6 separate regions of the Mus musculus genome follow, and all the other regions are linked to region 1. Evidence: chromatin contacts called from public HiCAR-type and HiChIP or PLAC-seq data. All regions are on one chromosome and are shown on one strand. Each heading gives the region's core, a stretch centred on a gene start, on an enhancer-like site or on the middle of the called end of the contact. The rest is flanking DNA. Distances are from core to core; before and after follow the strand shown. Region 1 holds the start of Slc15a4 (solute carrier family 15, member 4). Region 2 holds the start of Fzd10 (frizzled class receptor 10). Region 3 has its middle 32 kb from the start of Gm38612. Region 4 has its middle 40 kb from the start of Gm33738. Region 5 has its middle 9.2 kb from the start of Gm33738. Region 6 overlaps Tmem132d (transmembrane protein 132D).

Region 1 (4,176 bases), core at 1,185-3,684:
TCAGTCCTACATTTGTGGTGCTACTCTGAGATGACTTCGCTCTGCTGACTTCAATTTCAGCTTCTCAAGGATCAGTTTTGTACCAAGACCCAGGGCTCACCTTCCCTGTTACACACAAATAACCCTCTAGCACTTCCTATAGCCAGCCTCCCAATCTGAGTGCAACCTTCAGTCCAAGGCACTGCCTCCACTCTAGGCCACACTTCTCTCCTCAGACCAGCGGTAGTCTGAGCCGTGCTCTCACCCTCCTGGCACACAACGCACTCTAGGATAGCTATTTGCAGTCTTTCTGAAACAGGACAACACGTGTTCTGTTTTAGGAGTTATCTAGCCCCTGCTTTACTCAGTTTTACAGCTCCATGGAAGGCAGAGGTCGGGGATGTGTAAGCAATTAAGAATGAGACCTTAAGCTGGGCAGTGGTGGCGCACGCCTTTAATCCCAGCACTTGAGAGGCAGAGGCTGGTGAACTTCTGAGTTCGAGGCCAGCCTGGTTTACAGAGTGAGTTCCAGGACAGCTAGGGCTACACAGAGAAACCCGGTCTTGAAAAACCAAAAAAAAAAAAAGAAGAAGAAAGAAAGGAAGAAAGCAAGCTTTATCCTGAGAGCCTGACACTCAAACCCCACATAATTTCCACTGCTTACAAAATACTCTATTTGCATCTGACCACTAGAACTATTCTTGGCATGGGAGTCCCCTAAGAAAGGGAAGCAGAGCAGATGTGGCTCCACAGCTCTGGCTCCCTCCTCATCCCTTGTTCTTGGATGTCAGAGTAGCAGCGAATGATGCTGGTCTTTCCCACCTGCCACACCCTACCCCAAAACTTACTTAAAGCATTAAAGATGGAAACTAAGCGCTTGCCTGTCTCTTGCCCCTAACTTTGTAAAAGGGAAGCTAGGGCAGTGTCAGAGCCTTTGTACATGTCTATCCTCCAAGTCATAACTTCACCCTTTTCTCTTTCAGATCTCAACGCAGATGACTCCACCAACAGAACGTCCCTTCTCCTTAAAACCACAATGGTTACTGCATCACGAATAAATCCCACCTCAACTCTTCCTTACCACCCAGATCATAACTGTTTATACAGCTTTCCCCTATTCCAGTACTTCCACCACCACCCCCCCACACACACACACACAAAGCTCCCCCAGAGCAGAGGGTGGGTGTTGTTCTCTCCCCTCCTACAGTCCCCTACCAGATGCAAGAGCAGATGTGGACAGCGGTGCGCACAGGGGAGGGGAAGGGGCTGTTACTCCCTCTTACTCAGTCCTGGACCTAGTGCCAGGTGTGGAATGGGTTCTACTCATGGGCTTCCTCCCCACACGCATTAGAGGGAGTCTTGCCCTTCCTCCTACCCACTCGGGTGTTGGAGCAGATGGGTTTCCTCCTGCCACTCTCCAAGGGAAGAGCAGGTCTCCTTCCTCACCTCCACTAACAAGGAGGGATCAGAGGCAGGTGGCCTTCTTCTCTGCACTACAAGGGAGATTCCCTGGGTTGGGAAATTCCTCTCCCTCACCTTAACCTTTCTCTAGATCTGAGGCGATGTGGGGTGCAGGTCTATGGGTTGGGAAGCTTGGTGGGCAGCCCTGTGCTTTCCGATCGATTGCGCATAGGTGCAGAGGCAAGTGGGGATGTAGGCTTAGGTGTTTGGGGTGGCTCCTTTTTTCCAATCAGTGGAAGAACCCTGGGGGACAGGAGGTGCAGATGATACACAGGCTACCGTGCCAGTTCCCCCGTGTCCCCAGCGTTGTTAAAGTCAACGCTTAGGTTCGGGTAGCCGTGGTGCGCAGGAGGTGCGGCGGGGGGGGGGGGGGTGGTGGTCCCCAAACCCGGGAAGACCTGAGCGGGTCCGGCTCACCTGATCGGCGCCGAAGGGCGTGATGTTGGCCTTGACCGTGGCCACCCCGAGACCCACGAGCACGAGCCCCGCGAAGGTGGCGGGGGCACAGCGGCGCGCGGCGTTCTCGGGACACGACGCTGACCCGTTGGGGAAGGGCGCCGAGCAGTTGCGCACGAGCTCGGGCCGCGGGTCCCCGCAGAGGAAGGAGCGCGAGCGGGGCGCGGCCAGCAGCGGGAAGGCCAGCAGGCCCAGCAGGTAGAGGGCCAGGCTGAGCAGGATGGCGCGGGCCCGGCCGAGGCGGGCGTCGGCGAGCCAGCCCCCGAACGGCGAGCCCAGATAGGTGAGGCCCATGAAGAGCAGCAGCGCCTGGCTGGCCTGCGCGCCCTCCCAGTCGAACGGCGCGCCATTCAGGAACAGCACCAGGTTGGCCGTGACGCCGTAGAAGGCCGCGCGCTCCAGCAGCTCGGCCAACAGCACCGCCCCGCACGCCGCACGCCGCCCCGCGAACACCGCGGACGCCGCCGACACTGCCGGACGCCGCGAACCCAACAGCGGCGCCCGCTCGCCCTCCATGGCCGGTTCACTGAGGACTCGGTAGCCCAACTCTCGCGAGACAGCGAGTTCCCTCCCTCTCCCGCCGCCGCCTTTTAACTGGGCAAGCTGGGCGGGGGTGGCTGCCGGTTCCGCCCCCGGAAATCCGGCCAAGCGGGCCTTTCACTTGACAGCGGTTTGTTGTTGAGATGCGTGGAGGGATGGTGGTTCCTATGGCTGGAGGGGTTCCACCGGGAAACTGGAACCCTAGACTCCGAGGTTCCGGCCCCAAACTGGGTTCCTAATCCAGGTCACCAGGGTCTAAATCTTCCCTTCTTGCCATCTTCTCAGGACCCAGGCGTCAAGTGTAACAGTCTCGGCCTCCTCTCCCTCTCTTGGTATCTCACTTTTCTGTCTCTTCTTAAAACAAAAATTACTAAAATTTATTTATTTTTGGTTTTTTTCGAGACAGGGTTTCTCGGTGTAGCCCTGGCTGTCCTGGAACTCATTTTGTAGACCAGGCTAGCCTCGAACTCAGAAATCCGCCTGCCTCTGCCTCCCAAGTGCTGGGATTAAAGGCGTGCGCCACTACCGCCCTGCTGCTGCTGCTGCTTCTTCTTCTTCTTCTTCTTCTTCTTCTTATTATTATTATTATTATTTTAAGGACTGAAGAGATAACTCCACAGTTAAGAGCACTGGCTGCTAGTCAGAGGTTCTGGGCTCGATTCCCAGCACCCACCTTGTGTCTCCTAACAATCTGTAACTCTAGTTCCTCGTGGATCCGGCACCTTCTTCTGGCCTCCAGGGCTACTGCACACACACAGGGTGCACAGACCTCCATGAACGCAAAGCATCCATACACATAAAACTAAACACATCTTTAGTGGCACATGCCACTAATCCCAGCTCTTGGGAGGCAGAGGCGGGCGAATCTCTGTGAGTTCGAAACCAGTGTAGTCGACACAGTGAGTTCTGCCAGGGCTGCATAGTGAGACCCTGTCTCAAAAAAAAAAAAAAAAAAAAAAGGAAAGGAAAAAAGAAAAAGAAAGAAAGAAAGGGAAAGAAAAGAAGAAGAGAAAAGAAAAGAAAAGAAAAGAAACTAAAACCAAAACCTTTATTTACAGCCTATAACTGACTCTTAGTCCTGCTGGTAAGTAAGACTGAGTCTTGGAACGTTTGCTTAAAGACTGGACCAGTGAGATGGCTTACCAAGTAAAGGTGCTTGCTACCCGGCCTGGTGATAGCCTGAGTTCTATCCCCCTGCTGGGAGCCCCACACAATGGATAGACAGCAGACACTGCATGTATGTCCACACATACAGACACAGGCAATTAAAAAGAAAAAGTTCTGCTAAGCTAAGCATGACATACTTGAACAAACTCTGTATTGGAATGATAAGGCTAATAAACCATTTGGACTGACTGAGCTGGTAACTCACTGCGCAGTCTGACTGGTACTAACTAATCCGATGGGTCAGTCTCTTCAGGGAAATGGCGAAGCTAATGGCTCGGAGGGGCCTTGGAGTTAAGTGTGTGGAGGGAGGAATTTTAGGCAGTGTGCTGGGGCCCCTGAACTTGGTACTTTGAGGATGGAGACAAACCCAGAATGCAGAATATTCTAGTGTGGTCACAGTGTTGGAGGTGGTGGTGGGAAGTGACCCAATGGCACAGTTAGCTTCAGTTGTCAATGTCACACACAAGGGAAGAGGAAACTTCAGCTGAGGAATTGCCCCCAACAGATTGGCCTGTGGGCACGTCTGTGAGAGCATTTTCTTGCTTGGTGATTGATGTGAGAGGGCCCAGCCCC
Region 2 (4,176 bases), core at 814-3,313, 980 kb after region 1:
AGCTAAGCGATAGCCCAAGAATCTTACCTGACTTAAAAGGTTTTGGAAACAGCGTACTAAACTATAAATATCTAAGTAAACCATCCTTATCCAAGCCGCAAGCGTTCACCACACCGCAGGTTTTTCTTGGGTCACTAACACGGTGGTGGGTGGTGATTCTGACTGTGTTAACCTCAGTCTTCCGGACCGCTGTTTCCACGGATCCAACTTCCTCCCGTGAAAGGCAGAGGGGACCAGGGGATCTAAAGGTGAGGCATGAGCCTGTGCACACCCCTCCGCCCCCCACCCCCAGGACTCAGCAGGTCCTGGGAGTGTCCCAGCCTCAGGTCTGTCCGCTATGTCTGACAAATGAAAGGGGGGTAAAGAGGAAGAACTCCCTGCAGATGGGACGCTGAAGCCTTGTTTTAATTAGAAGTCGATCCTCTGCAGGAAGCGCAAGGCAGGGCGGGGAGGAGGGGTCCTGGGTAGCCTCGTTCCTGGCTTGGCTGGAGCCACTGAAGGCTTCCAGGCATCTGTGCACCCAACTCGGCCCTGGGGTGCGCAAGACTGACTGGCCGAAAGATGAGCAGGGGACTTAGCTGCACCTATGCAGTTGGGGGAGTCCGCACTGGAGGTCCTGGTAGTTTCCCAGACACTTAAAACGCAGACCTGAATGGGGGTGGGGTGGGGTCTAAGGAGAGAGTGGGCCACCGCCCTGAGGGCTGTTTATCCAAAGCCAAGAGTCCGCGACAGGTGCCGCACCCCAGATCTCTCGGACATCTAAGGACTGCGGTGGGCTCCCATGGTGCACTCACTCCCTGTGCGGGGGAAGGAGGTTGAAGCTCTGTGTCCTTATCACAGATTAGCCCAAAACCAACCAAGGGGCAGGAGCCAGCATAGCAAGGCACGGAGAGGCCCCACCACTCTGCGTGGGAACCAGCCGTGCGCGTGTAGGCCGGGGCTCAGCCTCCGCCTCCCAGGAGGACGCAGGCCGAGCACATCTTTCGCCAAATAATATAAATACACAACTTCCTATAATAAATAAACTCAGCCGCTTGGAGAAACCACCAGCCGGCTTGGCGCGATGGTCCCCAACACGGTGGCCTTGGCGGGGCAAGGGTCACCACGATTCAAGCCAAGCCCCTCTTCTCGGGGTGCGGGGTGTCAGCGGCCCGGAAAGTCTCCTCCCCGCCCCCTCCCTTCTTTCTTTGAGTAGACCTTGCAGAAGAGGCCCTAAACTCCGGCTTCCCAAGTCCCCTCCCCCTCCCCTGCACTCGGCCCTTTTGAAATTTCAAAGGCAGCCCCTCCCCGGAGTCCGAGCTCCGCGCCCCGGGCAGCAAACCCCCGGCTTCGGGAAGATGCGGGCAGCTTTACAAGCCGAGGGGCCACTTTTTTATGAGCACGGTCATAAAACGCAAATCCCGTGTCTCTTTGAAAGTGCCCTCCGCCAGGGCCCGGTCGTAAAAGTAGAAGATGCGTCCCCAGCCCCCAACCCCGGGTGAGGACCACCCTTACCCGAGTCCCCAAACTTCCCGTAACCTCGGCGTCCTTGGGGTACCGGGGACAATCTCAAGGCCTCCCACCCCCCCTCTGGGGCGGGGAGGGCAAGCAGAGAGGCCGGCAGGAGGTGAGGCTGGAGGCTGGGGTCCAGCCCCAAGCTGGGGCTGAGGGCGGAGGCTGCCCGGGGCGCAAGGCTTTCTGATGCAAAGCAGCAGCGGGGCGGGGCGGCGGGCGGAGGCGGGGCCTGTCACCAATCGGCTTTGCTTTTTTTTTTTTTTTTTTTCCCTCTTTGCTACTCTTTGCCTCTTTGCAAGTCTTCTCATCCCGGGACGCCGTGCTGGAAGCAGCTGCGGGCGCCGGGAGGGAGGAGCTCCAGGGCCCAGGGCCACGGTGTGCCCGCGCTGCCCCACCGCGGTCCGCGATCGCCCGCGCCCGGAAGAAGAGGCCAAAGTTTGCGCGCTGAGCGGCGCTCGCTCCGCCGTATTGTTTGCAAACTTCGCTCCCCTCCCCCGCCGCCCCCCGACTCCGCTGAGGCCGCGCGCCCACCGCGGTGGCCCCGGGCGCCGCGAGCGCTCCGGCCAGACTGGATGGGCATGCGCGGGGGCCCGAGCCGGGGCGCGGAGCCGCGGGCAGCAGCAACAGCCCGTGCCCGGGAGCGGCGGCCCTGAGCGGCGCTGGGACATTGAGGGCGCCACCATGCAACACCCGGGCCCGCGCCTGTGGCTGGTGCTGCAGGTGATGATAGGCTCGTGCACGGCCATCAGCTCCATGGACTTAGAGCGCCCTGGAGACGGCAAGTGCCAGCCGGTGGAGATTCCCATGTGCAAGGACATCGGCTACAACACCACCCGCATGCCCAACCTGATGGGTCACGAGAACCAGCGCGAGGCGGCCATCCAACTGCACGAGTTCGCGCCGCTCGTGGAGTACGGCTGCCACAGCCACCTTCGCTTCTTCCTGTGTTCGCTGTACGCGCCCATGTGCACCGAGCAGGTCTCCACACCCATCCCTGCTTGCCGGGTCATGTGCGAGCAGGCCCGGCTCAAGTGCTCGCCGATCATGGAGCAGTTCAAATTCAGGTGGCCGGACTCCCTGGATTGCAGCAAGCTCCCCAACAAGAACGACCCCAACTACCTGTGCATGGAGGCACCCAACAACGGCTCGGATGAGCCCAGCCGGGGCTCTGGCATGTTTCCTCCGCTCTTCAGGCCCCAGAGGCCCCACAGCGCGCAGGAGCACCCACTAAAGGACGGGGGTCCGGGGCGCGCAGGTTGTGACAACCCAGGCAAGTTCCACCATGTGGAGAAGAGCGAATCTTGCGCACCGCTTTGCACTCCGGGGGTGGATGTGTATTGGAGCCGCGACGACAAGCGCTTCGCTGTGGTCTGGCTGGCCATCTGGTCCGTGCTGTGCTTCTTCTCCAGCGCCTTCACCGTGCTCACCTTCCTCATCGACCCATCGCGCTTCAGGTACCCCGAACGTCCTATCATCTTCCTCTCCATGTGCTACTGCGTTTATTCGGTGGGCTATATCATCCGCCTCTTCGCGGGCGCGGAGAGCATCGCTTGTGACCGGGACAGTGGGCAGCTGTATGTTATCCAGGAAGGACTGGAGAGCACGGGCTGTACCTTAGTCTTCTTGGTACTTTACTACTTCGGCATGGCCAGCTCTTTATGGTGGGTGGTCCTCACCCTCACTTGGTTCCTGGCTGCTGGAAAGAAGTGGGGCCATGAGGCCATTGAAGCCAACAGCAGCTACTTTCACCTGGCAGCTTGGGCCATCCCGGCTGTGAAGACTATCTTGATCTTGGTGATGCGCAGGGTGGCAGGGGATGAGCTCACTGGTGTGTGTTATGTGGGCAGCATGGATGTCAATGCTCTGACCGGCTTCGTGCTGGTCCCGCTGGCTTGCTACCTAGTCATCGGCACTTCCTTCATCCTGTCCGGCTTTGTGGCTTTATTCCACATCCGGAGGGTGATGAAAACGGGTGGGGAGAACACGGACAAGCTGGAGAAGCTCATGGTACGCATAGGGGTCTTCTCCCTCCTCTACACTGTGCCGGCCACCTGTGTGATTGCCTGCTATTTTTATGAACGCCTCAACATGGACTACTGGAAGATGCTGGCCACCCAGCACAAGTGTAAGATGAACAATCAGACCAAGACACCTGACTGCCTGATGACCACCTCCATCCCTGCCGTGGAGGTCTTCATGGTCAAAGTGTCCATGCTGCTGGTGGTGGGCATCACCAGTGGGGTGTGGGTCTGGACTTCCAAGACCCTGCAGTCCTGGCAACACGTATGCAGCCGGGGGCTAAAGAGAAAAAGCCGGAGGAAACCAGCCAGTGTGGTCACCAGTGCAGGGATCTACAAAAAAGCCCAGCACCCCCAAAAACCTCACCTTGGGAAGTATGAACTGCCCGCCCAGCCTTCAGCCTGCGTGTGAAGGCAGAGCTGGCTGCAAGAACAGGACATTCGGAGCCCAAATGGGCAGCTTTTCTTGGTTGGCTGGTTGTTGGTAAATCAAAGTAAAAAGAATATGTATATATATATACATGTATGTGTATGCATGTGCATATATATGCATATATTTACACATACATGAAGTCTACCTTGAGGTTCAGAACAGCTGAATGTAAAGGGTTCTGTTCAGTTTGTTGCCTCCCTGAAGGGTCGCTCATTAAGGAGGGAGCCTCTT
Region 3 (4,176 bases), core at 806-3,305, 920 kb after region 1:
GTTTAATACTTTCAGGATTACCAACTATCCCCGGGGCCATTAAACCTTCCTCGCTGGTGGGTGGGGGCTGGAACTGGGCTGGGAAGCTACGAGAAGTCATTAAAAGTAATTTGGTTCCAGGTTATAATTAGGATCCATCTGCATGGCGCTCTTCCCAGCCACCGAGACGGCAGAGGCTGCCCTCCACCTGTACTTGTGGACAGGGCCCCAGGGGATGCAGGGGAAACCTAGCACGGGAAGATTGGGGGAGCTGGGAGGAATGGTGGAAGAAGCTGAGAAGAGAGCTGGAATCCGGGGTGTGTGGTTTGCAATCCTCTCGCTCATGAGAAAAAAGTGGGCCGGAAGGAGAAGAGAGAGGGCATGCATTCAGTTGGAGTTTCTCTCTGTGGATCACGGTGGCTCCTCATCGCTCAGGTACACAGCCATGTTTCCTGGAGCGTGCGTGCCTTTGCTCCCACAGGGAGCACAGATGCAGCAAGAGATGCAAGGACCAGCAAGTTGTCTAAAGACCTGCAGGTACTGCCAACCTCCCCTGCTGGGAGTCACCATGGAGCAACAAAGCTGTGAACTGACAAGAGCTCAGATTGTTGGAAGAAAGCAGAGCCAACTGCACCGTGCCCACACGGATAGGGGAAGTTCCACAAGGACCCGCCTCCCAGTGAAGAGCTATGAACAACCAATGGCTGCTGAGAGGAAGAATCAGTCGTCAGGGACAAGCCCCCTGATAGGCTATCCGATTACACGTGGTCAGCCCTAAACTTATGAACTATGGGGAAAACTGGTCTCTGTGACTGGTGTGTGTGTGTGTGTGTGTGTGTGTGCGCGCGCGCGCGTGTGTGTATCACATATATGTGTGTATATGTGTGTATATATATGTATTATATGTACATACATATATGGCAGTGTGTGTATGTATGTATAATGTAACAATAATAATTATAAAAGATTGGGTTATGAAATTGGGAGAGAAGGAGGGGTACATAGGAGGATTTGAAAGTGGGAGAGAGAGGGGCAGAAATTCTATGCAGTATTCATGCATGCAATTCTCAAAAAGCTATAAAAAAATACATTTAAAACATTGGCTTGATCTCCCTTGGCTTTTTGACTTTGGCAGTTTTAACATTCAGACCTAGTGTAAGTTAAGCAGACCCAGGAGGACCTGCGAGGCCTGTGGCCAGCATAGTATCCTCCCCGACTTGCTACACACCTCTATTTGATACCATGGGGTATTGCTTCCCTTCAGAGCAGACAGATCTGGGATTTGGTTGTTCTTGCTTTGGTAAGTTACATCCTGAGTTAATCTTGCATCTCTTTCCCATTGGCTTTGTTTCCATATAAAATTATTTCACATTGGTGTAGCATTTGTGGTTTAAAAAAAAAAAATGCTTCATGGGCCTGCAGACTGGCTCAGTGGATAAGAGTACTTGCTGTTCTTACAGACCTTGGTTCTCAGCACATACAGGACCCTCTCTCCAGCTCCAGGGAAGCTAATGGCTTCTTCTAGTCTGTGCCAGCACCTGCACCTGCTGCATATACACACTGTGCACACACACAGATGTAGAATAATATACACAAAACTAACATGGCTCACGGGAGTATGAGGTTCTTCTTTTGTTTGGATGCTTTCTATTCAGCCACAATCTCTGCCTGTCTGTCTTTTGCACACACATAAACATACACACATATGCACATACACAGAAACATAGAAACACACACACACATTTTCTCTGTCTATGTTTCTTTCTCTCTGATGTTTATGTTTCTATCTCTCTGTATCTCTATGCCTCTAGCTCCCTCTCTTTGTCTGTGCCTCTGTCTCTCTCTGTGTCTCTATCTCTTTGCATACACATTCTCTCTATCCCTGTCTTGTTTTTTTTCTATCTCTCGGTGTGTGTGTCTCTCTCTCTGTCTCCCTGACCCTCTATGTCTCTCTCTCTTGCTCTCCAGAAGACCAAGAGGAGGACATTTGAACAGGACTCACATAGAGATGGCCAGTATTCACCAGTCAGCTCTCCATTGTCCTGACATACCATCAAGATGAGTCACCACAAATGCCCCTAGCATCCTGCACTATGGGTGAACATTTTTTGCTAGCATCTCTAGCAACATCTTTGTCTCATTTAATCAAATAGCTCATGCGCTCATGCGCTCCGGTGAGCTGGCAAAGCTGGAGGTGGACAAAGAACCAGGCTCTCAGGGTCACTGTGGCGGGGGGAGGAGAAAGGCTTCATCTGCTGCCACGGAAGTCATCTACTTAAGCCTGGTCTTCCAGTCTCCCTGGTGAATGCCTCTTAACTTCAGAAGCCATGGGAGAAAATGCCCAGTTGGCCAAGTGTGGGCCAGATGCCTGGCCAAGACTGGAGGCAGGGGGACCTGAGGACTAGATCCACGGAGCCTACCCAGTGTGGGAGAATGCCTGAGGACACTGCTCCCCCAAATTCATCGGCCTCCTCCTCCCTGGCAGAGAGCTGGTCTGAATTTCCCAGGCTCCTTTGCCATTCAGACCTAATTATCTCTGTTCCCAAGCCTTAGCCTGAAAAAATGAGCACAAGCCATGAGACCCAGCCCTTGGACACAGAGCTTGTCCCTGTTCCCTCCACCTTACGCATGGCTGGAGCATCGGCAGCCTGAGATGATCCAGGAAATGTCACAGATAGGAACCTCAGTTAACACAGGTCCCCCTGTGATCCCAGACACAGAGGTCCCTACTCTTTACAATGCTGTGGCCGAAATAAGAACAAGAGTCACTTGGGACCAGGATACTGGTACAGTCTAAGCACAGGGAAGAAATGACAGGGAACCTTAAAAGTGGCTCACAGTAAAGTCCGTCTTGTACATTATTCAATACATGAGAGAAGGTATGGGGCATTTGTTGGGACAGCCACTTGTAACAATCACTCTAACGGGTTCCGTGAAACTCGGACAGGAAACCCTAAATGACAGCAATTAAAGGCATTTCCAGTCTCCCCTTCACATCATCTTCTCATCCCTAGATGGTCATGAATTCTAGAAGACCCCCAACAAGAAGGGCCATTGCCACTGAAGGCATGCTGACCTGCTCCACCCTGGGCAACAGTGTCTAGCTCTTTTCCCTCCAGGTCACCAAAAGCTATTACCTCAGAAACATGGCCCCATTAAGGGCCTGACAGAGACCCAAGGTTTGTCTGAGAGCCTGTGGGGAGAATCCATCTACTCTTCCCACCAGACACGTAGCCTTTAGACAGCCCACAGTTTCCTTGGCTTGCCGCAGAATTCTCCCATTTTCTTTTCATTCCCTGGTTTCTGGCTTTTGTCCGTCTATGAAGAATGGCAGGAAATGTCTTCTCCCACTTCTGGTGTCAAAAAAATAGAAATCTGCAAAGAAAAAGAAAGAAAGAAAGAAAGGAAGGAAGAAAGAAAGAAAGAAAGAAAGAAAGAAAGAAAGAAAGAAAGAAAGAAAGAAAGAAAGAAAGAAAGAAAGAAAACGCCTGGAAGCAAACAGCATGGCTGCCTGTGGTGGTGTACACAATGTTTGTCTGGGTTTGCCTTTTTCTTTATTTGTCTTGAAATAAGGCATAATGTGCTCCGGATTGGCCTTATGCCTTATGTACCGCAGGACAACCTTGAACTCCTGATTCTCCAACTTCCATCTCCTATGGGCTGGAACGACAGGCATGTATCACCTGGGTGCTTTTGCATGAGATGAATTTAAAGGGATTTTCTAAAATGTTAATAAAGGGGCCTGAGGATTCACAAAAATGAACCCTGACCTCTTACCAGTTACTGCCATCCAGAATCGAATGTGAAGTGGTTTTCTTTCTTCTTTAAATAAAGAAAAAAAGAAAACTCCTAAACTGGGCAGTGGTTGCACACACTTTTGTAAACCCAATACTAGGAGGCAGAAGCAGGCAAATCTCTGAGTTCAAGGCCAGCCTGGTCTATAGAGAGAGTTCCATGACAACCAGGGCTACACAGAAACTCTCCATCTCTCTCTCTCTCTCTCTCTCTCTCTCAAAAAAAATCTATCCAAGGGATCATAAAATCAAAGTTATATTTTGAAATAAGCTTCTTGGGCCCAGAGAAATGGCTCAGCAGTTAAAAACACTTGCTCCCTTTGCAGAGAACCCTTATTCAGTTCCAACAGTCACACTGGGTAGCTCACAACCACATGTAACTCCCACTCCACAGGACATAACT
Region 4 (4,176 bases), core at 1,106-3,605, 870 kb after region 1:
AGGAACCTTCTGGGCGTGTACAAAGCCTAACATACAATACTAAAAATAAATAATAAGTATAGGATGGCCTTGTTTCCTGGAGACAGGGTCTTCAGAGAGAGTAGTATTTGTGCAGAAACCCGCCCCTTTGTTACTTTATGGCACTTAGATGAAATACGTATTCTCTTTCATCCATCAACATATCCCCTGAGTCGGAGATGGACCCAGGGATGGACAGACTGGGATGGAGAAAAGCAGGTGAAGTCAAGGTCACAGTGGGCTGCTGTCAGCTGCCTCCTGCCTTCCCAGGCTCCCCTTTCTCAGGGAACAGTCCTGGATCTAGTGCCTTCACTTCCCAAGGATATACACCCTCAGAGAAGGCAGCTCCAACCTGGCTGGATCCTGAGCAGGTGGGAAAGTGTCTGGGACTAGATAGCAACTAAGCATGCTTGTGTGTGTGTGTGTGTGTGTGTGTGTGTGTGTGTGTGTGTGTGTGTGTGTGTGTGTGTCTGTATGTGTGTGTGTCTGTATGTGTGTGTGTCTGTATGTGTGTGTGTCTGTGTGTGTGTCTGTGTGTCTGTATGTGTCTGTGTGTGTGTATGCAGGTGTATGCATCCATTATAAGAAGGGATGGTAGGTTCAGCTGAGATACAGGTGGGAAGGGAGGTGTTTTAAATGCATATGGGAGGCTTTTGTAGTGTTGCTGGTTAACTGTGATAAAATATAAGCATAGAAAAAGAAACAAAACCACAGGATTGGGCTGGCCTGGTAGCACAGGCCTGCCTGCCAGCCCAGCTATTCAGATGCACATGTGTGAACGTGCATGCGGAGGTCAGAGGACAACCTTCACTTTCGTGCCTCAGGCGCTGTTCGCCATCTTTTGAGTTGGGGTACTCTCACTGGCCCGGAACTTGCCAAGCAGGCTAGGCTGGCAGGGATCCTCCTGTCTCTGCCTCACCTGCAGTAGGATTTCAAGCACACCGTCTCAGTCAGCTTTCTTACATGGGCTCTGGGGGCTTGAACTCAAGTCCTTGCGCTTTCTCACTGAGGCATCAGACCAGTCTGTGAAGGAATTGCTTATGTGAGCGGCCCGATTGAAGACCCCAGGAAACAGGCAGTACGCGGTATAACTCACGCATCCCTAGATGATTTCCCCTCTGCTCTGTCCACACACATCTTCTTCAGTGAGCAAACGATCCTAATCCTGTCAGAGTTCTTCCCCAAACCTCAGCGACAGCCCCATGAAGTTTAAGGATGGGAAATATTTACGCCCTGGCTTCCACCCCACCCAAATCTGAAAACTTGGATTTGGCTGGTTCCGTGCGTGACCTAGGGGGGCTGCAAAGCTCCCCTGGATTCTGGGTTCCAACCCCTCTTGAGTTAACCCCTCCATTGAGAAAACCACTGCTCTGGGACCCGGTTTCTGTTGATTTTGCCAAGCTTGGAGCAGACAGGACAGACAAGCTCAGCTCAGTTGGTACCTTCCTGTCCAGCTACGAGCGGCTACAAAGCTGCCTCCCGAACCCCGACCAGCCTTGTTCTGCTCCTCGGCTTCTGTTTCTGGAGCGTTCCGTCATGAGCTCAAAGGTTGGGCTGAGCCATCGGCCGGGGATAAGGGAGATGATTTATCTTCTCCAAGGAGCAGAAATTGAGGTCAGCCAGGACACAAGGTGGCTAATTAGAAAGGACCCCAGCTGCTGAGGCGAGTGACTGCGGAGATACACGGGGTTCGGGTGCAGTTACAGGCTTGTGGGAGTGTAGCTGCCGCTGGGCTCCTGCTGCCAGGAACAGCGAAACTGCATCCAGGGCAACAATTCTCCCCCCAGCAGTTCTCCACATAGGGTCACTTGCAGTCTCTCAGGTCATTTTGTTCAGGGACTGGATTCTGCTTTTGTTATGCAAACCAGGCCAATCCTGCCAAACTCATCCCCCTAGGACTCAGCCAAAGGATTAAAAGATGCGAATCAGAACGGAAGGGGGTGGGGGATCCTGCAGTGAGGAGAACAGAACACAAGCCTCGCTCTTTCCCTCTCATGAATATCCTGAAAAGTGCAGAGGTGTGCTTCTTCGGGTGTGTGAAGGAGGTGATTTCAATCCCAAGAATATGTTGCTTTCAAACTCATAATAGATTGAGATCTGAGGAGAGGTGTGTAGGTGTCTGTTTTTTAAAAAGCTGGCACTTGCGAAGGAAAACAAATGGCCTCCAATTCATTCCCGTTATAACACCAAGGACTTGGGAAGAAGCTCGCAGAAGAGTAGCCGACCCCATCCCCACCTGGAGGAGGCAGTCCGCTGCGGATGAGGACCCGCTGTCAATCACTGGGAACCCTGTCCAGGAGCCGACTCTGGAGCTCTGTCCGTCCAGAGCAGACCCATGCAGACACATTTACTTGCTTCTGTGTGAGATGGGGAAATGTCTCCGAGCTCATTAGGGAGAGAGCAGTGGTGAACATTAACTTCAGGAAACACAAGCTTGGGTATCTCTTGCGCTCGCTCGGCATACACTAGGATGCTCTCCTGTTCACAGAAGACTCTCAAAGATAAAAATATTAAAAAAAGATTTTTAAAAGACATTAAAGCACGAAGCATTTCTTTCTCAGCAACCCCACTGAAAAGTCTGTGGGTGGCTGTAACAGGTTCTAAATGACTGGAGGAGTGGGAATTGGAAGACCCCCCCCCAAAAAAGGAAAAAAAAACTAGTGCTGTTCTTTTGTTCTATTTTCTTTTAGTTTTAATTTTTTAATTTTTTAATTTTTTAATTTTTTTTTTTTTTTTTTTTTTTTTTTTTTTTTTAGTTTTTAGAAGAATCCATACTCCAAAGAGAAAGAAACTCAGCTGACACATCATGTTATGACGTTGGTCCTTAGCAGAGCAGGAAGCCAGTTCCACCGGTACACCAGCAGGGCTGGGCATTCAGAAGCAGAGAATAGAAAAAGAAAACCCTTCCTCTGCTGTGGAAGGTGGCACTCAGGGATGAGCCAGTGTCTTGTCACCAGGTGGCTGGACAGTCTCTCCCTCCCCAGGGACATCAATGAGCTGTCGCTAATGAGTCTGCTTAGACTAAAGGCTGCTGTCACCTGGGAGGAGCACGGCTTTCTCCAGGTCAATTTCATTGATTCCATAAGCCAGCTTAAGCCCCCTCCTCTCTCTCTCAGCCATCCCAGTCCCAGTCTATCATAGAAGGCTGTGCTTCTCCTGTATACGTTTGCTGTATTTTTATTTGGCTCGAGAGAAGCCTAAAGAACACTTTTTCCCCCCACGTCTATCAACAAGTCCCAAGGTTTCTAAACACTCCCAGATTACCAATCATACACCAGTTAAAAGTCATAATAATATGTCACTTTGCGGGTTTCTTGATGAGTTTCGACAGGATCGCTGTGATGGTTGACATTGTCAGCGTGACAGGATCTAGAATCAGGGAAGAGACAAATTCTGGGCTTATCTATGAGGGGGTGTGTTTATAGAGAGCTGGCTGAGGTAAGAAGACTCACCTGAATTGTGCGAGGCTCGATCCCATGGGCTGGGGGCATGGACTGTCACTGTCTCCTGATTGCAGAGACAATGTGGCCAGCTGCCACACAGCTCCTATGACCATGCCTTCTCTGTTACAGTAGACTGTATTCTCCCCTGGTACTGTAAGCCAGAACAAATCCTCCCTTCTTAAGATTCTTTTGCTGGGCATGTACTGTATTTTATTTTAAAGTGCGTGCGTGCGTGTGTGTGTGTGTGTGTGTGTGTGTGTGTGTGTACACGTTTGTGTGTGTACACATGTGCATGCATGTACATGATGTATGTGTTTGTGGTAACCAGAAGAGGGCATCAGATCACCAGCACTGGGGTTACAGAAAGTTGTGAGCCACCATGTGGCTGCTGGGAATTGAACCCAGGTCCTCTGGAAGTACAGCCAATGTTCTTAATCACTGAGCCATCTCTCCATCCCCCTTGGGTATTTTGTCACAGCAGCATGACAAAGAACCAGTACCGTCACTTTGAAGTTTTAAACACTTGGAGCAAGCAAAACCAAATTATCTACAATTCCCCAACCCATAGTGGATTTATTTATTTATTTATTTATTTATTTATTCATTCATTCATTCATTTTACCCAAACAGCCATTAACATTTGGAATGAACAGGTCACCAGGAGGCACAGTGCCACCAAGGAACAGAGACAAATAGGCATGACACTACCACTAAC
Region 5 (4,176 bases), core at 461-2,960, 830 kb after region 1:
AAAAAAAAAAAAAAAAAAAAAGGTGGTGTTCATGACTGTTCCGTCACGGTCCTAGCACAAACAACTTAATGGAATGATGTTTTGTTTTGTTTTGTTTTGTTTTGTTTTGTTTTGTTTTGTTTTGTTTTATTTTGAATGGGGCTCACGGTGTCTCAGTCCACCATGGTGGGAATGGTAGCACAGTAGTACAGCAGAGCTCATGGTGGCAGGAGGGTGTGAAGGAGACTCTTCACATAGTAGCCAACAGTAAGTAGAGGGAGCTAAGTCAGCAACAAGAACAACTATTAACATATCTTTCAAAATGTCCTGGATCCACTGGCCCAGCCTCTACAGCCTTCAAGACCACACCCATTGGGGGGGAACCAGTGCCCTCTTCTGGCCTCGTTGGGTACTGCACTTACATATCTCGCAGTCAACCCACATCAAGTAAAATCTTTGAAAGAACCTTAAAAATTACATGTGTTCATGTTAGGAGGAGGCATATGCCTGGAACAGCACTGTGGGAAAGGTCTGAGCACAACTTGTGGAAGTTGGTTCTCTCCTCCGCCATGTGACTCAAACTTGGGCCATCAGCCTGGGCAGCCAGTGTTACTATCTCACCACCACCGCTCCTTAGGTTTTTTTTGTTTTGTTTTTACACCTTTTCTTTTTAATTGGGGAGGGGGAAGTACCACAGCAAACCTATGGAGATAAAAAAATACGTTTTGGGGACTTCGTTCCCTCCTCCCACCATGTGGGAACTAGAGCTCAAACTCTACACATTGGGTCTGGCAGCAAGCTAAGTCACCCCAGCAGCCCCTATGTAAAATTTCCCTAACCCACCAAGATTAAACCTACAAGATTACTGGTTACAAAGGAGTTTCTTTCATTCACTGCTGGGACTCAGCCTGTGCACATAATCATGGGATATTTGTGTGTTTCATGGAGCTTTAATCAAAGCCATTTCTTGTGCCTCGGCTAAAAGACTGGCGATTTCTTCTGGAAGACTGCATTGTAGAATTTTAATAGTCACATTTTAATTCAACGTAGACATCCTCCCCGAATTTACAAGTGTCATCAGCAAGCACTGTGGGAGCCTGACACTGTCTAAGGACTTCATCCTGATTGGAGGCACAGCAGGCAGGCGACAGGTACAGAAAGCCGCTTTCACTGCAATGAGCAAGTAACTGGAGAGGTCAGCCGCGTCCTGTTGTTGCTGTTATTTTATTCATTACGCATTTATACTTCTGAGTCCGTTTATTTATTCCTTGTTCCTCTGCAAATAGATGAAGGTGACGTTTGGTTCACTGAAAATGCCCTTTTCCCCACAGCTTTGAATGCCTGGAAAGGCTGCCCTTGCTGAAGGTGCAGCTTGTGGGGGAACCTTATTCAGAAGCCAGAGGAGCCTCATGAATAATCTGGACCTTTGTGACTCTCCAGATGTAACTCAAGATGCAGCAGGTGCTCCCTGGTGCTCCCCAACAACAGAGGACAGGCTTCCAGCTGAGTCCTCAGTCCTACATATACCCAGTGTCCTTTTCTCTCTTCTTGCCTTTGTCTGTCATTCCTTGTTTCTGTGGGTCCTACCAGGAGCCCTGGTGAGCCTCTTTGAGGGGATCTATGCAGTGGCATGAGCTTTCTAACTGCTTCTTCAGTGGATTTCCTCTAGCCCTGGAGGAGGAGACCAATGGTGGGCAGCCATCCCCAGACGGACCATTCACATGATCAGGCTGCCTGATACTTGCAACTGAATTCTGAGGCGGGTTATGTGTCTGCCATCTGTTCTGTGAGCTGAGCAACAGAGGAAGACATGTGTCAGGGAAGAGGCTGGAGCTGCATATTCGGGGGGGGGGGATGCGGCAAACATACAGTGGAGGGGGCTGGGCTCCCTGATTAAGCCGTTAGCTGCCTGGAGAAGTAGGCTTGCTGAGTGCATACAGTTTGAATCTATCCCGGCAGACACTGGACAGGCAGAGCATGAAAACCAGACACATACACATGCACCCATTGTCTTGAGGTTTCTATTAAACCTCCTGAAATAGTCAGAGTGTGTGTGTATGTGTGTGTGTGTGTGTGTGTGTGTGTGTGTGTGTGAGAGAGAGAGAGAGAGAGAGAGACAGAGAGAGAGAGAGAGAGAGGATGAATATGTGCATGAGTATGTATATGTGTATAAGTGTGTATGTGTGAGTGTGTATGTGAGTGTGTATGAGTGTGTATATGTGTGTAAGTGAACATGTGTATGTGTGAGAGTGAGTGTAAATGTTTGTGAGTATGTGTATAAGTGTGGATGAGTGTGTATATGTGTCTGTGGTTATAGTGTGGATTTGTGTGATAGTGTGTGAGTGTGTGACTATGTATGCAAGAGTGTATGTGTGTATGTACGCCAGTGTGCGAGTGTGTATGACTGTGAGGGCATGTGTGAGTGTGAGGGCATGAGTGTTTGAGTGCATGTGTGTGAGAATGTGTGTGTGAGTGTGCAAGGGTGTGACTGTGTGTGTACATGTGAGTATGTGAGAGTATGAGTTTGTGACTGTGTGTGCTGTGGGCATCATATAAGGATTAGTTTTTCCTGAGGTTTCTGTTACCCACAACGAAGCAAACAAAAATTTTCCCATGTGAAAATGACTGATTTCACTTGAGTATTTATAGAGATGACATTAAAGCTGACTGAGAAGAGTGATTGCAAATGGTATGGAATCTGAATCTATACTCATGTGTATACATACATTTAATTTCTTGAGACAGGGTCTTATATAGTCAAGGCTGGCGTTGAATTTAGTAAGTTGCCTAAGGTGACCTTCAACTTGTGATTCTCCTGCCTCTGCCTCCCAAACACTTAGTCTATTAGTCAGGGTTCTCTATAGAACAGAACTGACAGATGAAAATAGATGAGAGATACACATATACATACATACATATATACAAACATACATACATACATGCATGCATAGCTAGAGAGATACATATATGTATGCATACATAGATACATAGATAAATACATGCATGCATGCATAGATAGATAGATAGATAGATAGATAGATAGATAGATAGACAGACAGACAGACAAATAATAGATAGATACATACATGCATACATAGATACATATATATACATACATGTACACATACATAGATACATAGATGATAGATACATACATGTATGCATAGATGGATAGATAGATAGACAGATAGATAGATAGATAGATAGATAGATAGATAGATAGATAGATAGATAGATGATAGATAAACACCACAACATGAGGAACTGTATTAAACGGTCACAGCACTGGGAAGGTTGAGAACCACTGATCTAGATGGGTCTAGAAAAGAAGCTGAAGGAAGCAGAGAAGCACAAGAGCCATCTGGATGCACGTCCCCTGTAGGTATATGGTAGAGAAGGGAAATAGACCAAAGGCTGCAGGCCTGAGGGGGGATGGAGGAGGCTGCTGTGGGGGAGGGGCGACAATAACTTTCTAGAAATCCATGGTGGTGGGTGGTATTTATCTAACCCTCCCATTATGGTAAAAAGCATGAAAACAAAATTGCCAAGGTCTGTTTTGTATTAATTATCATCCACAAAGCTCTGCTAAGTACACCCTGTCTCTCTGTTCTGGGCCACGGGACTCCACAGGGGGCCTGCCTCTTCTGTCCATGCCTGTGTTTGCTGATGGACAGCTTGCTAACCTAGCCACTCTCTCAAGAGAGCCATAAATGCCAGGAACTCCAGAGAGGGGAAAACTATTTGGGGGTGGGGAATCTGGGGATAAAATGTCAGGTCCCAGTGGAAGGCAAGTTTCTTTCTTAGTCAGAGAAACCCTGAGGAACACAGGACCTAAGGGAGAAAGAAAATGGGCTTCTCACTGGCCCAGCATTCCAAGTCCTGGGAAAGAGACTGGTGCTGGCACAAAACCGGCCAAGGAATAGGCTGTGAATAGATGCGGTGAGACTGGACTGCTGGAAAAAGATGGACAGATGAGATGGGATAGATTAATGGGAAGGGGTGGGCTGATTAGAGGGGGCAGGCTGGTGGGGGAGGGGCCTACTGGAGGGTATGAGTTGGTTTGATAGATTGGCTGATAGTAGGGGATGGGTTGATTGGAGGGGGTGGGCTGATTGGAGGGGGAGGGCTGATTAGAGGGGGTGGGCTGATTGGAGGGGTAGGGCTGACTGGAGGGGAGGGCTGATGAGCAAGGAAGTG
Region 6 (4,176 bases), core at 984-3,483, 800 kb after region 1:
CTGTAGCTCCAGTTCCAGGAGATCCAATGACCTTTTCTAGCCTCCAGAGGCATAGTATGCATTGTATACAGGGAAGTTTGCAGGCAGATTCATACATATGAAATTTAAAAATGTAAATCATTTCATTTTCTTTCATTAAGTTGATATGGGTGTGTTAATCACTGTACAATCAAACTACAAACATAGGACAATTTAATAAAGACTTTACAGGTTTCAAAAGAAAAAAAGAAGAGGCTTTTCCATTGCCCACAGCTATGTAATTAATCTGTATATGCAAAACAGATCATAAAGCAAAAGTTAGAAGATCCTGGGAATCAATAGGAAAGTAGTGAGGTGTGAGTGAGCTCAGGGGGCCTGGACTTTACAGACAGTCAGTGGTTGCTGGGGAAGGAGATTTTCTTCAATGGTGTGGATACTGGTAAACTGCCTATGTTCCAGTGACTAACCCTTCACACATGTTCCTGAAAGACATGGGGATGGAGTTCAATGGCTCACCAAGAAAAGTTAGAAGGGGACTAGAAGAGGGACAAAATGGAAAGTAAAAAATGACCCTCAGGACAACACAAGAGTGGGTAAGAGAGAATAAACACAATCAAAATATACTATGTGTATATACACATAATATATACATATACATATACATACACATACACATATACATGGGACAAGAGTGGGCAACAGAGAATAAACATGATCAAAATATATGTGTGTGTGTGTGTGTGTGTGTGTGTGTGTATATGTATATATATACACACACATACATATACATATGTGGGTTTTACTGCATGTATATATGTGTGTGTATATGTGTGTATATATGTATGTATATGTGTATGTGTGTATGTATGTGTATGTACACACACACACACACACACATATATATATATGCGTATATATATAAAAGAAACTATATATATATATCAGAAGAAATGATACTTCTGTACAGAGTCAGGGACAGGAAGTTAGCCCTGCACTCAAGATTCAAGAATCCAGGGTGCTCTTGTCTGTGTTCATTTCCCCTTTCTGAAAGGAACTGGATCCAGAAAACTGTGTCACTGCAGGGCACCCAGCAGCCCAGGCCCAGGGATCCTGGCAATGAAAGAAGAGATACCATGCCTCAGAGGTGGCCCTGGAGAAACTGCTGGCTTCCTCCATCTGGAGATGGGTGCCCTTACTGATGGGCCAACGTGGGATGGAAGACCAACCAGTTGGCTCATCAACCCAGAACTGCAGGAAAATCTACATTTTTGGAACCTAATCCTTGTCCCAAAACACACTGACAGCAGACCATTTGTCAACCCAAACTCACACCTGTGACATAACAGAGCTGGGGACCTGATGAGTCTACCTGTTGCTGGCCTATCCCCTGACCCTGTTGTTTATCCATTTTACACCCCTTTTGATTCACCAGGGCTTTTAAATTATAAAAGAGTGACAGAGGAGGTGACTTGGTGGGTAAAGGCTTGCTTGAGCAAATCTGATGACCTGAGTTCAATCCCTGGAACCTATGTAAAAAATGCCTGAAACCTCAGCACTCCTATAATAGGATGGGAGACAGAGCCCAAAGAACCTGTCAGAAGCCCCGGGCTCAGTTATCATGGAGCGTGCTGTATAGTGTCAGAAGGAACAAGAGAGACCCTGACTCAAAACAAGATGGAAGGCAGACAGATGGAAAATTGTCTTCTGACCTCTACAGGCATCACAGCACATGAGGTCTTGTACACACACACACACACGCAGAGGTACACGAACTCACATATACATACACCCACATACTCACAAATAAATAAGAATAGCATCCTCTTCCTATTCAAAATTGACCCCCTCCCATGGTGTGACCTTCAAGGACACACATTCTAACTGGCAAAATGAGCCACAGCCCTGAAGGAGATTCTGCCAAGCCATTCTGGGAAAACTAAGAAAGAGTAAGCATGACCTTCAGCCCCACTATACACTGCAAGCTTTTGTCAAAGTCTGAGTATTAGGCTCTCTGTAACACTGGTGTGTCTTCCAAACCGGGCTTCCCTCCTCTTTTTGATGTTATACTTATCTGAAGTGCAGGCAAAACCCAACTCCCTAATGTGTACCACCTAATTAGGGAAATCAAGCCAGACATGTTCTTGGAACAGATACACAGAATTCCGTATGATGGGACAGGCTTCTTTGTAAACTGCGCTCGCAAGTCTGTACGTCAAAACCGCTGCCTTCCCCCCACAACCCCTCCTTGTTGTTTCAGTCCCACCCAGAATGTTAATCGCATTACTCAAACTGCTCTCTCTCCCTGAGAATTCTTTGTAGCTCCACAGATCTTGGCGTCTCGGAACACTGAATGCCTGTAAAACAAGCGATTGTGTGTTTTGATGCTTGCTTTTAAGGGAGCATAACGCAAATATTTATTCACCGCAGTAATTTGCATTGTGCGTGTAGTTTTCACATCTAATTAAGGACTCGGAAAAATTACAGTCGTTGGAAACAAAAGCTTACATTGCATTTAAATACACATTCAAAGGATGGAGTAACTTCTCCTGGAGGGTGAGATTCCAGACTGGGACTCACCATTGAGACTGAAGCATGGAATCGCCTGGGAAGTTTAAAAAGCTAGAGAAAAAGCTGAATACTGACATCTCGGGTTGCAAACTGCCGTGGCTATGAGAACTGGATATTACTGTCCTGTTGGTCATGAGCAGCCATGCTCTCTTGACAGCATCCCTTCCCTGTGTTCCTGTGAGAGTCTTAAACAGAGCTCCACTCTAGCCTTTGCACGGAGGACCAACAGCCTAAACTTTCAGCCCATCACATCTTACTGAGTGTGGGCGTTGGTTCACAAAGGTCTCGTAGAGCAAAAACTTGAGTTGAGACTTGGAAGGAACCTTTAAAATGGGGGTGGGGAGAGCTGTTTTTCTAAATTGAGGGTAAAGGGATGCCACTCTGATCTAAGGGTATCCTTTTGCCTAAAGAACAGACAGACGGACAGTGGCCTTTGTGAGATCAAGGGAAAAGATCAGATATGTTAGATTCCTCAGGTCTCACTGGAGTCCCCAGACCAAGCCCAGCATGATGTCAATCCGTGTCCCAACATCTCCGCTCATTTCCACAATCCTCTTGGAAAACAAATGCAACAGGAGACAGTCCACATATATTTCATGTCTGTACGAGTCTCATGGTTTAGATCTGAAGTGTCTCTATTTTACTGGCATGTGTCAAGCACACATGAAGGGATTCAGCAGGCAGTATTGTACATTGTCTACTGAGATCATCTCCTCCTTCGAGTCCCATTCTCCTCCTACTCCCAGTGTTTCCCCCGGCCGCTCTTCTACCTCCATACAGACTCTCCTCCCTCTCCCCTGCAAGGTATATATATGTTTATTCTGGTGGACCAATGAGTTTCCTTAGGGTTGCTTACCTGCAAAGGTCTGATAGGTTGCTTAGCGGAGCATAGGATCTTTCCAATGGTTGCACCATGGATGAAAACATCTCTCCCTAAGCAACAATTAGCTGCCTGTGGATCCTCGGAAAAGGGAAGGGCCTCATGACCCTCTCACCCTAGCGCCGGTTAACTTCCTACAGGTACTGGGTTGGGGATAAACTCGTGAGCCCTTCTCCTCACCATGGCAAGAGATGGATAGGCCCATTCTTGCTGAGGTCTTGCAAGACTGATAATCACATCTGCTGTGAGATCAACAGAGTAGTAGTGATGTCTCCAAAGATGAGCATGCTGAAAGCTTAGTCCCCAGTGTGGCAAGAGTAAGAGGTAGGGCCTTTGGGGGGTAATTGAATCATAAGGGCTCTGAATGCATGAGAGGAGCGAGCCATCGGTGGGGGCCATAGCTGAATGGGAGGGGATGGAAACTTGACTTAGGGTATTTAGAGAGAGATGTCCCCTTGAAATGTGTATCCTGTTTCTGTCCCTTTCCTTTCTGCCTGCCTCCTGCCCACCACGAGCTGAACCTCTTTCTCACTAGTACGTGTTCTCTGCCTTGATGCACTGCCCAAAAGCAACAGGGTCAAGTAAAGCCAAAGCCCAAACCCTGACAGCCTGAGTTACAGCAAAAGCTCTTCTCTAAGCTGATTCTCTCGGGCACGTTGTCACAGCAACAGAGAGCTAACTCGTGTCGATAATTCATTTGGATGGGACGAACTCCTCTGTGGTCACCACCCTGGCACAGGGTGGGCCAG

What was found. HiCAR-type assays count read pairs that join an accessible place to other places. HiChIP or PLAC-seq counts read pairs in DNA pulled down with a chosen protein or histone mark.
Region 2: an H3K4me3 HiChIP or PLAC-seq map of embryonic forebrain shows a contact between it and region 1, with 2.3 times the contacts expected there. The contact joins the promoter of Fzd10 here to the promoter of Slc15a4 in region 1. A contact is called at or near these places in 3 of 39 promoter capture datasets (cranial neural crest, hippocampal neurons and second pharyngeal arch cranial neural crest), 2 of 484 Hi-C or Micro-C datasets (both in embryonic stem cells), 6 of 115 datasets of contacts at active chromatin or transcription factors (astrocytes, embryonic forebrain, embryonic stem cells and 2 more) and 1 of 9 other capture datasets (embryonic stem cells).
Region 3: a contact with region 1 is called in a HiCAR-type map of astrocytes, with 3 times the contacts expected there. The contact joins the enhancer-like site here to the promoter of Slc15a4 in region 1. A contact is called at or near these places in 4 of 115 datasets of contacts at active chromatin or transcription factors (astrocytes, embryonic basal ganglia, embryonic forebrain and 1 more).
Region 4: an H3K4me3 HiChIP or PLAC-seq map of forebrain shows a contact between it and region 1, with 7 times the contacts expected there. The contact joins the enhancer-like site here to the promoter of Slc15a4 in region 1. A contact is called at or near these places in 13 of 115 datasets of contacts at active chromatin or transcription factors (astrocytes, differentiating embryonic stem cells, embryonic basal ganglia and 9 more).
Region 5: a contact with region 1 is called in an H3K4me3 HiChIP or PLAC-seq map of embryonic forebrain, with 6 times the contacts expected there. The contact joins the enhancer-like site here to the promoter of Slc15a4 in region 1. A contact is called at or near these places in 1 of 484 Hi-C or Micro-C datasets (stem cell-derived motor neurons), 11 of 115 datasets of contacts at active chromatin or transcription factors (craniofacial prominence, differentiating embryonic stem cells, embryonic basal ganglia and 8 more) and 1 of 9 other capture datasets (adipose tissue).
Region 6: a contact with region 1 is called in an H3K4me3 HiChIP or PLAC-seq map of embryonic basal ganglia, with 6 times the contacts expected there. The contact joins the enhancer-like site here to the promoter of Slc15a4 in region 1. A contact is called at or near these places in 6 of 115 datasets of contacts at active chromatin or transcription factors (embryonic basal ganglia, embryonic forebrain, embryonic hindbrain and 3 more).

What each region holds. Positions count from the first base shown.
Region 1 is chr5:127,614,958-127,619,133 of GRCm38.p6, forward strand. It overlaps Slc15a4 (solute carrier family 15, member 4), which reads right to left and starts at 2,435. Exons shown (of 8, transcript NM_133895.1): 1 at 1,858-2,435. The coding sequence starts at 2,412.
Region 2 is chr5:128,599,043-128,603,218 of GRCm38.p6, forward strand. Fzd10 (frizzled class receptor 10) reads left to right here and starts at 2,064. Exons shown (of 1, transcript NM_175284.3): 1 at 2,064-4,176. The coding sequence starts at 2,176. The coding sequence ends at 3,924. Fzd10os (frizzled class receptor 10, opposite strand) reads right to left here and starts at 1,645. Exons shown (of 6, transcript NR_015517.2): 1 at 1,495-1,645.
Region 3 is chr5:128,536,741-128,540,916 of GRCm38.p6, forward strand. No RefSeq gene overlaps it. Among named protein-coding and RNA genes, the nearest start is that of Gm38612, 32 kb to the right of the region's middle. Within about 2 kb of position 2,056, at least 23 of the 459 cell types and tissues checked have an H3K27ac peak or open chromatin away from gene starts, as enhancers often do. A contact at or near this core is called in astrocytes, where this site is marked.
Region 4 is chr5:128,481,301-128,485,476 of GRCm38.p6, forward strand. No RefSeq gene overlaps it. Among named protein-coding and RNA genes, the nearest start is that of Gm33738, 40 kb to the left of the region's middle. Within about 2 kb of position 2,356, at least 42 of the 459 cell types and tissues checked have an H3K27ac peak or open chromatin away from gene starts, as enhancers often do. A contact at or near this core is called in differentiating embryonic stem cells, embryonic stem cells, forebrain and 3 more, where this site is marked.
Region 5 is chr5:128,450,646-128,454,821 of GRCm38.p6, forward strand. No RefSeq gene overlaps it. Among named protein-coding and RNA genes, the nearest start is that of Gm33738, 9.2 kb to the left of the region's middle. Within about 2 kb of position 1,711, at least 9 of the 459 cell types and tissues checked have an H3K27ac peak or open chromatin away from gene starts, as enhancers often do. A contact at or near this core is called in differentiating embryonic stem cells, embryonic forebrain and stem cell-derived motor neurons, where this site is marked.
Region 6 is chr5:128,416,313-128,420,488 of GRCm38.p6, forward strand. The region is part of intron 1 of Tmem132d (transmembrane protein 132D); the gene reads right to left. Among named protein-coding and RNA genes, the nearest start is that of Tmem132d, 15 kb to the right of the region's middle. Within about 2 kb of position 2,234, at least 5 of the 459 cell types and tissues checked have an H3K27ac peak or open chromatin away from gene starts, as enhancers often do. A contact at or near this core is called in embryonic basal ganglia, where this site is marked.